2 separate regions of the Ovis aries genome follow, and region 2 is linked to region 1. A link is a contact called in public Hi-C data. All regions are on one chromosome and are shown on one strand. Each heading gives the region's core, a stretch centred on a gene start, on an enhancer-like site or on the middle of the called end of the contact. The rest is flanking DNA. Distances are from core to core; before and after follow the strand shown. Region 1 holds the start of MERTK (MER proto-oncogene, tyrosine kinase). Region 2 holds the start of TMEM87B (transmembrane protein 87B).

Region 1 (4,220 bases), core at 753-3,252:
GCAGTCCACAGGGTTGCAAAGAGTTGGACATGGCTTAGCGACTGAACAACAACAGAAGCCTCATCAAGAATGTGAGGCATAGCAAAGACTTGAAGGAGGAGAATTAACCAAGAGGGTGTGAGTCTATCGAAGAGCATTCCAAGCAGAGGAAACAGTTGGTGCAAAACCCTGGGATGGAAGAGAGTCTGGTGTATATGAGCAGCAGCAAGGACACCGCAGGAGAACAGGGCTCTGCTGACACACCCTGGCGACCCTGCACATGTCCATGTAGGTGTGCAGGTGAGGCTTGACTCCAGTTCTACCCAGATCTTGGGAAACTGTCCCGCGATTCCTCCCGGGGCAGGGGGAGGTGAGGCTGGTGAGCAGCCATCGGAGGCGTTTTCTTCTCCTTATCTCACAGCACACCTGTCTCTCTTCCTTCTCCAGACTTTCAGCTGGGCACGTGAGTTTCCACTCCCACCCCCCCACCATGCCCCCTTCCCCGCACCCAACAACACAGCAGCAGTCACCTGTGAAAATCAATGAAACTGCTCGGCTGTACTTTAGAGTTGGCTGCTCATCATGGGAGCTACCCACTGCTCATGTCCACCCCTCTGGCTGGGTGTCATCCTATGGGACTAGGGATGCCAGTGGCTGACATCATGCTGATTTTGCTGTCAGTTAAGTAACAATGGATCTAAATCCACTGGGCTGGTTGCCTCCTTATAGCCAAATCTAGCCCACTTGACCAGCCTGACTGGGGTCAGGGACTCTGGACCAGAAAGCAGCATGAACGGAAGTGGAGTAAGGAGATGAGGTCGGAGAGGAGAGGGGACCAGGTCATGTATTCCCCTGTAGGCCACAAGGCAGGACTCTGGCTTTCATGCAGAGAGAAAGCAGGAATCACTGTCCGGTTTCGAGCAGAGGAATGGCATTATTGATTCATGTTGTCAAAGGATCACATGAAAATACATTAATTCTAAAGATGTGGCCTTAAACATAGTATTGTGCATGTGTGTGCATGCATGCTGAGTTGCTTCAGGCACGTCGGAGTCTGTGTGACCCTACGTGACCCCGCGGATTGGAGCCTGCCAGGCTTCTCTGTCCATGGGGATTCTCCAGGCAAGAATACAACCCATACAAGGGCGTGGGTTGCCATGCCCTCCCCAGGAGATCTTCCCCACCCAGGGATCGAACTCATGTCTCTTACCTCTCCTGCACTGGCACCACCGGTATGTGTGCGTATCTATATATAAAATGTCAAGTTATCCTTTCAGTTATTAGTACAAGTGGCTGACACTTCTTTCACGGTTAACTTTCTCTGCGACTGCCCTCTTGGCCCCTCCACACTTTAATCGCTGGGGGGTGGGGGTGGGAGGCCTCTTCCCACTTCGTAGGTGTTTATCTCCCTCCACGAGTCCTCTCTTGGACTCCACAAGGGGGCACAGCAAAACGCTCTTCCCTTCCCGGGAGGCGGTGAGCTCCGAGACTCCAGGACTGCCCCACACCTTCGGCCCGGGGAAGGCGCTCGGCTGGGGGCGCCGCCAAGGTGGCCTCGGCTTCTTGGCGCGTTGCTGCCTGCGTTTTCTGTCTGCTGAGCCGGGATTGCGGGACTGCCTCAGCCTCCAAGCCGCAGGCACCTTGTCTTAAGTCGCTGGCAGCCTCGGGCACCCTACGCTCCTCCCCAACTTACTCTCTGTCCCTCCTACCTGCACTTGTCGGTCGTCTGGATCCCCGGGAGGCCCGGGCACTTTCTCCTCCCCAGACCTCCAGTTACCCCTCCCCTTTACGGTCCTCACCTCCCTCCCCCCGCTTTCAGCCCCCGCCGCCCTCCCGCAAGCCCAGGCTCAACCCCACCCCGCGGCCCGCCCCTCTCCGCCCCTTGGGTCCAGCCCCCCTTCCACCCACTCCGCCGCCCGCCTCTCCCCGCTGCCTTCCCGCCCCCTCCCCTCCCGGACTGGCTGGGTCGGCCCAGGCTCGGCCCCTCGCCCGCCCCGCTCCGGCTCTCGGCGCCTTCGACCGCGGCTCCGCTCTGCGCCTTCGGAGCGGGTTGCCCGGGTCTCCGGGAGTGGGCTGTTTCTGCGCGCGCTAGGCCGGCGACGCGGCAGGTTCCGGACGTCCATCTGTCCGTCGGTCCAAAGAGACTGTTCAGACCCGCAATCTCGGGATGGGGCGGGCTATGCTGCTGTTCCTGCCGTGGCTCTTCCTCTCCGCGCTCTGGACACGAGGTGAGTGCAAGGGGCCGGGGGTTCGGGGCCGGGGGTTCGCGCCCGGGAGCTCCGGGGAGGGAGCGCGCCGATCGGGGCGCACCCGGCTGCTGGCGAGTTTGCAGACCCCTCCCCGCGCCCCAGAGGTGCCAGGTGCCGAGGTGCAGGGCTCCCGCGTACCCACCGTCCTGGCATCCTGGCTGGGCAGTGGGTGCGCGTCCCCGCGGAGCCGGGAGGGGTGGGCGCCCGGGGCCCACAGTGACCGCGGAGAGGGAAACCGAGCTCGGCCGGTTGCGCTGCAAGTCCTAAAGTTTTCGGCGGAGGGAAATGCGCTGGAAGTGGCTGTGTGGCTGGACCCCAGTTGCTGGCGGGAGTTCTAGGAGCCGCAGGCAGACCCCATCTCCACTCTGGGCGACTGGAGACCCGCAGGCTGCGAGAGTTGAGGTCGCAGTCCCGGTGCAGCGATGCACCAAGGCCAAAGCGCGACCGGAAGGACTAGTCGGCTGCCCCCCACCCCGGGCCTTCAGGGACTGCTTTAGCAGCGAAGCCCTGTGAGTGGGTGGGGGGCCAGAAAAAGAGCACGCGCTCTTTTCACCCCTATTATTGCTGAACAGGATCTAACGCGCTTGGTCAGCGTCTAGGCGTATTACCTCTGCGCTGCTGCTGCTAAGTCGCTTCAGTCGTGTCCTACTCTGTGCGACCCCATGGCCTGCAGCCTACCAGGCTCCTCCGTCCACGGGATTTTCCAGGCAAGAGTACTGGAGTGGGGTGCCCTTGCCTTCTCCGTCTGCACTGCTAGGCATTCCAATATAAGATACTGGATTGGTAAGTAGAGGCACAGGAAGGCAGGTTTCATGGTTCCATTCTGTATCCGCAGCTTGTTTGGAGGGTCAGTGATTAACGAATGGGCTAGAAGTTTAACCTCTGAAGTACTTCTTACGGAAGCTGGAAGAAACTTAACCAGGCTTTATGCTGAATAAACACACATCAAGCATTTTTCCTTAGCTTAAAGATTTAGCTTTTATATAAACCTATTGTGGTCAAAGGTGTTTTTGAAGAGTACCTGGAAACTTCAATTATACTTAAGCAGTTTACTTCAGAATTTTTCCTGTGAGAATTTCATTGGAAAGCTCAGTTGCTCAAATGAGAAATTCTTAAGCAGCTGAACCCTCTTGTTACATGTTAAATTACACATACAATTTATAATTTGAGGCAATGTAGCAATTTGAAGCAAACATCCAGAGAGTAAACCAAGCAAAGAATGAAAACAATTCTATTCTTTACCCCAACCACCCACCCCCCACCAAACCCTCAGAAATTCCTCAGCATTTCTGCTAGATCCGTTTTTCATAATCTGTTATATTTTGCTACCAGGGAAGGCTGGCCATAAATAGTCTTGGATGTAGTAAATGTGGTGAAAATTATGGGAAAAGTAACAGAAGCAGTAGTTTTGGGGAAGATGTTTTTTTAATGGAGTTTTTCTTTTTCTCCTTTTTTTTAAGCATTAATAATAATAAACCTTCTGTAGCTGATAATTACTTTAAGCAGATAATCATAAAAGTCTGTTAAAATCCACCCAACTGGAAGAATGAAAAGTTTCTCCAGTTTTTCTTCTCCTACCTTTTCTTTTTTATCTTGAATTGACCTGTGAGATGTCTGACTGTTTCATTTTGTGAAAAGTTCAAAGAATGGGATTCTCACTGGCTGAATGAGAGCAGACCTCTTGGCTCAGATGGTAAAGAATTTGCCCACAGTGTGGGAGAGCTAGGTTCGATCCCCTGGGTCAGGACGATCCCCTGGAGAAGGGAATGGCTATCCATTCCAGTATTCTTGCCTGAAGAGTTCCACGGACAGAGGAGCATGGCGGGCTGCAGTCCATGTGGCTGCAAAGAGTCGGACATGATGGAGTAACTAACACTTTCTCACACTCAAGGGTGCTGAAAATGGAAATTGGATTTCTTGTCTAGTTTTAAGGTTTTCATATTGCATGTTGTGGCTCTAAGTGGTTTACTCACCAGACAGCAGAGCCAGGAG
Region 2 (4,408 bases), core at 1,371-3,870, 140 kb after region 1:
GTATTCTTGCCTGGAGAATCCCCATGGACAGAGGAGCCTGGAGAATCCCCATGGACAGAGGAGCCTGGAGAATCCCCATGGACAGAGGAGCCTGGAGAATCCCCATGGACAGAGGAGCCTGGAGAATCCCCATGGACAGAGGAGCCTGGAGAATCCCCATGGATAGAGGAGCCTGGAGAATCCCCATGGACAGAGGAGCCTGGAGTGTTGGAGAATCCCCATGGACAGAGGAGCCTGGAGAATCCCCATGGATAGAGGAGCCTGGAGAATCCGCATGGACAGAGGAGCCTGGAGAATCCCCATGGATAGAGGGGCCTGGAGAATCCCCATGGACAGAGGAGCCTGGAGAATCCCCATGGATAGAGGGGCCTGGAGAATCCCCATGGATAGAGGAGCCTGGAGGGCTACAGTCCATGAGGTTAGAAAGAATCGGACACAACCAAGCAACTAAGCACAGCACAGGGTGACTGATGAGGCCATGTCCTCTTGACTATAAATTGGTCATATTTTACATTAATGATTGTTAAAACTAGGATTTCATTCTCCCTCTGGACATTATTTACATTTAATAATAAATGAACAACTGCAGTGCTCTTTGACAGCAAGACATTTGTTCACTTTTCGCAGTTGAAAATGCCTGGTGAAGTAAACAACTAAGACAGACAAAAGCTTTACCCCTCTGAGCTTTAAACAGTAACCAGGCAACTTCATTCGTTCTAAAAATTCTTAACCATCTCACTGACAATATATTCACAATACAGTGCCTTGGGTTCAACTGACCCGACCTCAGAGCACTTTGCAGGCACTCACCATGAATTCAGAAAACAATTTGTTTCCCATGAGATGAGGGGCTTGGGGTATGAACAAATGCAAAGGATCCAAGAAACTGAATCACACAGAGAACTTTAACTAGTAGCTAGTAGCTCCACCCTATAAGCCTCTGTCACCCTGTTTGTTTAACCTATACACTGAACACATCACGAGAAATGACAGGCTGGAATCAACATAGGTGGGAGAAACATCAACAACCTCAGATATGTGGATGATACCACTCTGATGGCAGAAAGCGAAGAGGAAGTAAAGAGCCTCTTGATGACGGTGAGGGAGCAGAGTGAAAGAGTCGACTTAAGACTAAACATTAAAAAAACTAAGATCATGGCATCTGGCCACATTACTGCATGGCAAATAGAAGGGGAAAAGGTGGAAGAAGTGACAGATTTCCTCTTCTTGGACTCCAAAATCACTGCAGACAGTGACTGCAGCCATGAAATCGGAAGACGATTGTTTCTTGGCAGGAAAGCGATGACAAACCTAAACAGTGTGTTGAAAAGCAGGGACATTACTCTGCCAACAGTGGTCTGTATAGTCAAGGCTATGGTCTTCCCAACGGTCACATATGGTTGTGGGAGCTGGACTGTAAAGAAGGCAGAACGCCAAAGAATTGATGCCTTCGAACTGTGGTGCTGGAGAAGACTCCCAAAAGCCCCTTGGAGAGCAAGGAGACCAAACCAGTCAATCTTAAGGGAGCGCAACCCTGATTATTCACTACAAGGACTGATGCTGAAGTTGAAGCTCCAGTATCTTGGTCATATGTTGTGAACAGACGACTCATTGGAAAAGTCCCTGATGCTGGGAAAGATTGAGGGCAGAACGAGAAGAGGGCGTCAGAGGATGAGATGGCTGGACTGTATCACGGATTCAATGAATATGAACTTGGGCAAACTCCAGGAGATGATGAGGGACTCGGAGGCCTGGCGTGCTGCAGTCCATGGGATAGGAAAGTCTGGACGCGACTGGGCGCCTGAACAACAACAAAAGTTGACCACAGCCACGTGGAGATTGGGACCTGAGATTTCGGCCTCTGGCTAAAGCCACCTCCAGCTCAGGTAGATTCAGAGCCCTGCCTCCCCTCCTACCCGCTTCCACACTCCTGCCCAACGCTGAGCCCCGCCCCTCGCCCCCTCTGCCGGCTCCTCTCCCTACCTGGCCCCGCCTTCATACTTGGACCCCTCTTCCTCCCCGCCCCTTTTCCTTTCCACGCTCGTGCCACGCCCCGTCCAGCCCTGAGCCCCGCCCCTCGCTTCCACTCCGGACCCCCGCGTTCACATGAGCCTGGTTCAGAGCTCCGCCTCCCCTCCCGCCCCGCCTTCACACTGAGGCCCAACCCCTCAGGGCCCCGCCCCTCGCCTCCCCTCCATGCCCCGCCTCCCCGCCTGGCCCCACCTCCGCGCTCGGACCCCACCCCTCCCCCAACTCTCCGCCCCGGCCGGCCCTGAGCCCCGCCCCTCGCCTCCTCTCAGGCTCCGCCTCCCCGCCTGGCCCCACCTCGACGCTCGGACCCCACCCCGCCCGTCCCCCTCTACTCTTCACGCTCTGGTCCCCCCCACTCTCCGCCCCCGCCGGCCCTGGGCCCCGCCCCTCGCCTCCTCTTCAGGCAGGCCCCGCCTCCCCACTGGCCCCACCTCCACGCTCTGGGCACCTCCTTCCCGCCCCGGCCGGCCCTGAGCCACGCCCCTCGCCTCCCCTCCAGGCCCCGCCTCCCCACTGGCCCCACCTCCACGCTCGGACCCCACCCCGCCCCCTCTACTCTTCACGCTCTGGCCCCTCCCCCTGCCCCCCCACTCTCCGCCCCAGCTGGCCCTGAGCCTGGTCTCCACGTCCCATCCAGACTTCCTGGGCCCGAGCCCGCCTCCCGGGGGCGGGCCTGCACCAGGTGCGGGCTTGCGCTGCGGCGGAGCGCCAGGTGCGGCTTCCGCGTAAAGATGGCTGCCGCCTGCCGCGACGGGGTCTGGCTCCCGGCCCGCCGCCGCCTTCCTGCCGGGCGCCCGCTGCTGCGCTTCGCCCTTTTCCTCCTGTGCTGCGGCCTGGCGGCTGTGGGCGCCGTCCCCGAGGTCGGGCTCTGGACCGCGACGATCAGTGACGTAAGCGGAATGTCGGGACCGAGGCGAGGCGCATCTCGGGCCCGAAGGGTTCTCTGGCCCCCGCTGGGAGCCAGTCCCTGGCTTGCTCATCTGGCCAAGCCTGCTCTGGGCGCCCAGTAGGTTTCCTGGGCCTTTTGTCCGCTGTGGGCGGGGAGCGCCCCCTCCTCCGGCCAGACCTGGCCTATGGGGAAGACGTGTCAGGCTTCTGTGCCGGGGGGCGGCTCTCCCTTCTGAACCCTGTTAGTGAAAATCATCTTTCCCGTAGTCCTGGCCTCTCGCTCTGCTCGGACCGCCTCTGGCTAGATTAGGCCCTTCTTTATTCAGACCTGAGCCCTGAACAGCTTGGCACTCCTAGCGGCATCTTTGGATTTGACCCCTCGTGCCGGGGTGCAGCCACAGTGCCACACCCGCGTGGCCACAGGAAGGACTTTCCAGGGTTTCAGTTTCCGCATACATTTATAAAGCGTGTGCGTCTTTATTCCTCTCTTTCTCTCTCTTCCTCCCTCCCTTCCTCCCTCCCTTTTTCTTCCTTCTTCCTTCCAGAAGGGAACAGGCAACAGTCATGCCACTTGCCCTCTTTCTGGGTTTCTGAATTTCTCTCGGGCTCCTATCACAGTTCTGGGAGTATGTGTGGTTGGGGGGCGGGGGCGGGACATTTGCAAGGCTAGTCCGGAGGTTTGAGCCCATGGAAACTCTTCCTTTCCAGGGCAGGCCATTTGAGAACTTGACATCCGGAAGTTTCATGTCTCATGTTGGGGAGGAATGCCGGGGTAGAATTTTGGAAAAATTTGCTAAAGAGGGACAGGACCACTTTTCTAGAGTCAGATGATTCATCCATCTCTGTTTGAGATGCATATTTTCCACATGTATAGAAGCGATGTCTGAATTCTTTTTATTAATTTATTTTTATTTGTGGCTGCGCTGAGTCTTCCTTGCTGCCTGTGGGTTTTCTCCGTTTGCTGTGAGCGGGAACTACTTCTAGTTGAGGTGCTCAGGCCTCTCATTGCAGAGGCTTTTCTTGCTGTAGTGCAGGGTCTTTAGGACGGGAGCTTCAGTAGTTGTGGTGAGCCTGCAGCATATGGGATCTTCCTGGACCAGGGATCCAACCCATGTCCTCTGCATTGGCAGGCAGATTGTTAACCTCTGGACCACCCGGGAAGTCTGGATGTCCGAATTCTAAAGGCAAAACTTACATTTTGAATTCCTCAATCAGAAAAAGAAAGTAATGTAGGAGACTACAAATTCTTAATATAGCACAAAAGCTACATAGAGGCTAGAGTATGTATCTTTCTGAATCTTTAAGACCCAGTGCAACCATTTCTTCCAGGATTTTCCTGGGTTGGTGCCCTATTTTGTGTACCAGTCATAGAGCCTACGTATCTCCATTATTGAATTTTTCTGAACAGTAAAAAGCAAAATTCAGAGTGTGAGGTAAAGGAGTTAGAAGGCGAGGTTCAGAAAAAGAACAAGACTGGCACTTTATAGAA

Evidence for each region. A called contact is a pair of places that touch in the nucleus more often than the background predicts.
Region 2: a Hi-C map of liver shows a contact between it and region 1, with 5 times the contacts expected there. The contact joins the promoter of TMEM87B here to the promoter of MERTK in region 1. A contact is called at or near these places in 7 of 16 Hi-C or Micro-C datasets (blood, hypothalamus, liver and 3 more).

What each region holds. Positions count from the first base shown.
Region 1 is chr3:106,024,857-106,029,076 of ARS-UI_Ramb_v3.0, forward strand. It overlaps MERTK (MER proto-oncogene, tyrosine kinase), which reads left to right and starts at 2,003. Exons shown (of 18, transcript XM_060412433.1): 1 at 2,003-2,207. The coding sequence starts at 2,147.
Region 2 is chr3:106,159,802-106,164,209 of ARS-UI_Ramb_v3.0, forward strand. TMEM87B (transmembrane protein 87B) reads left to right here and starts at 2,621. Exons shown (of 19, transcript XM_060412436.1): 1 at 2,621-2,713.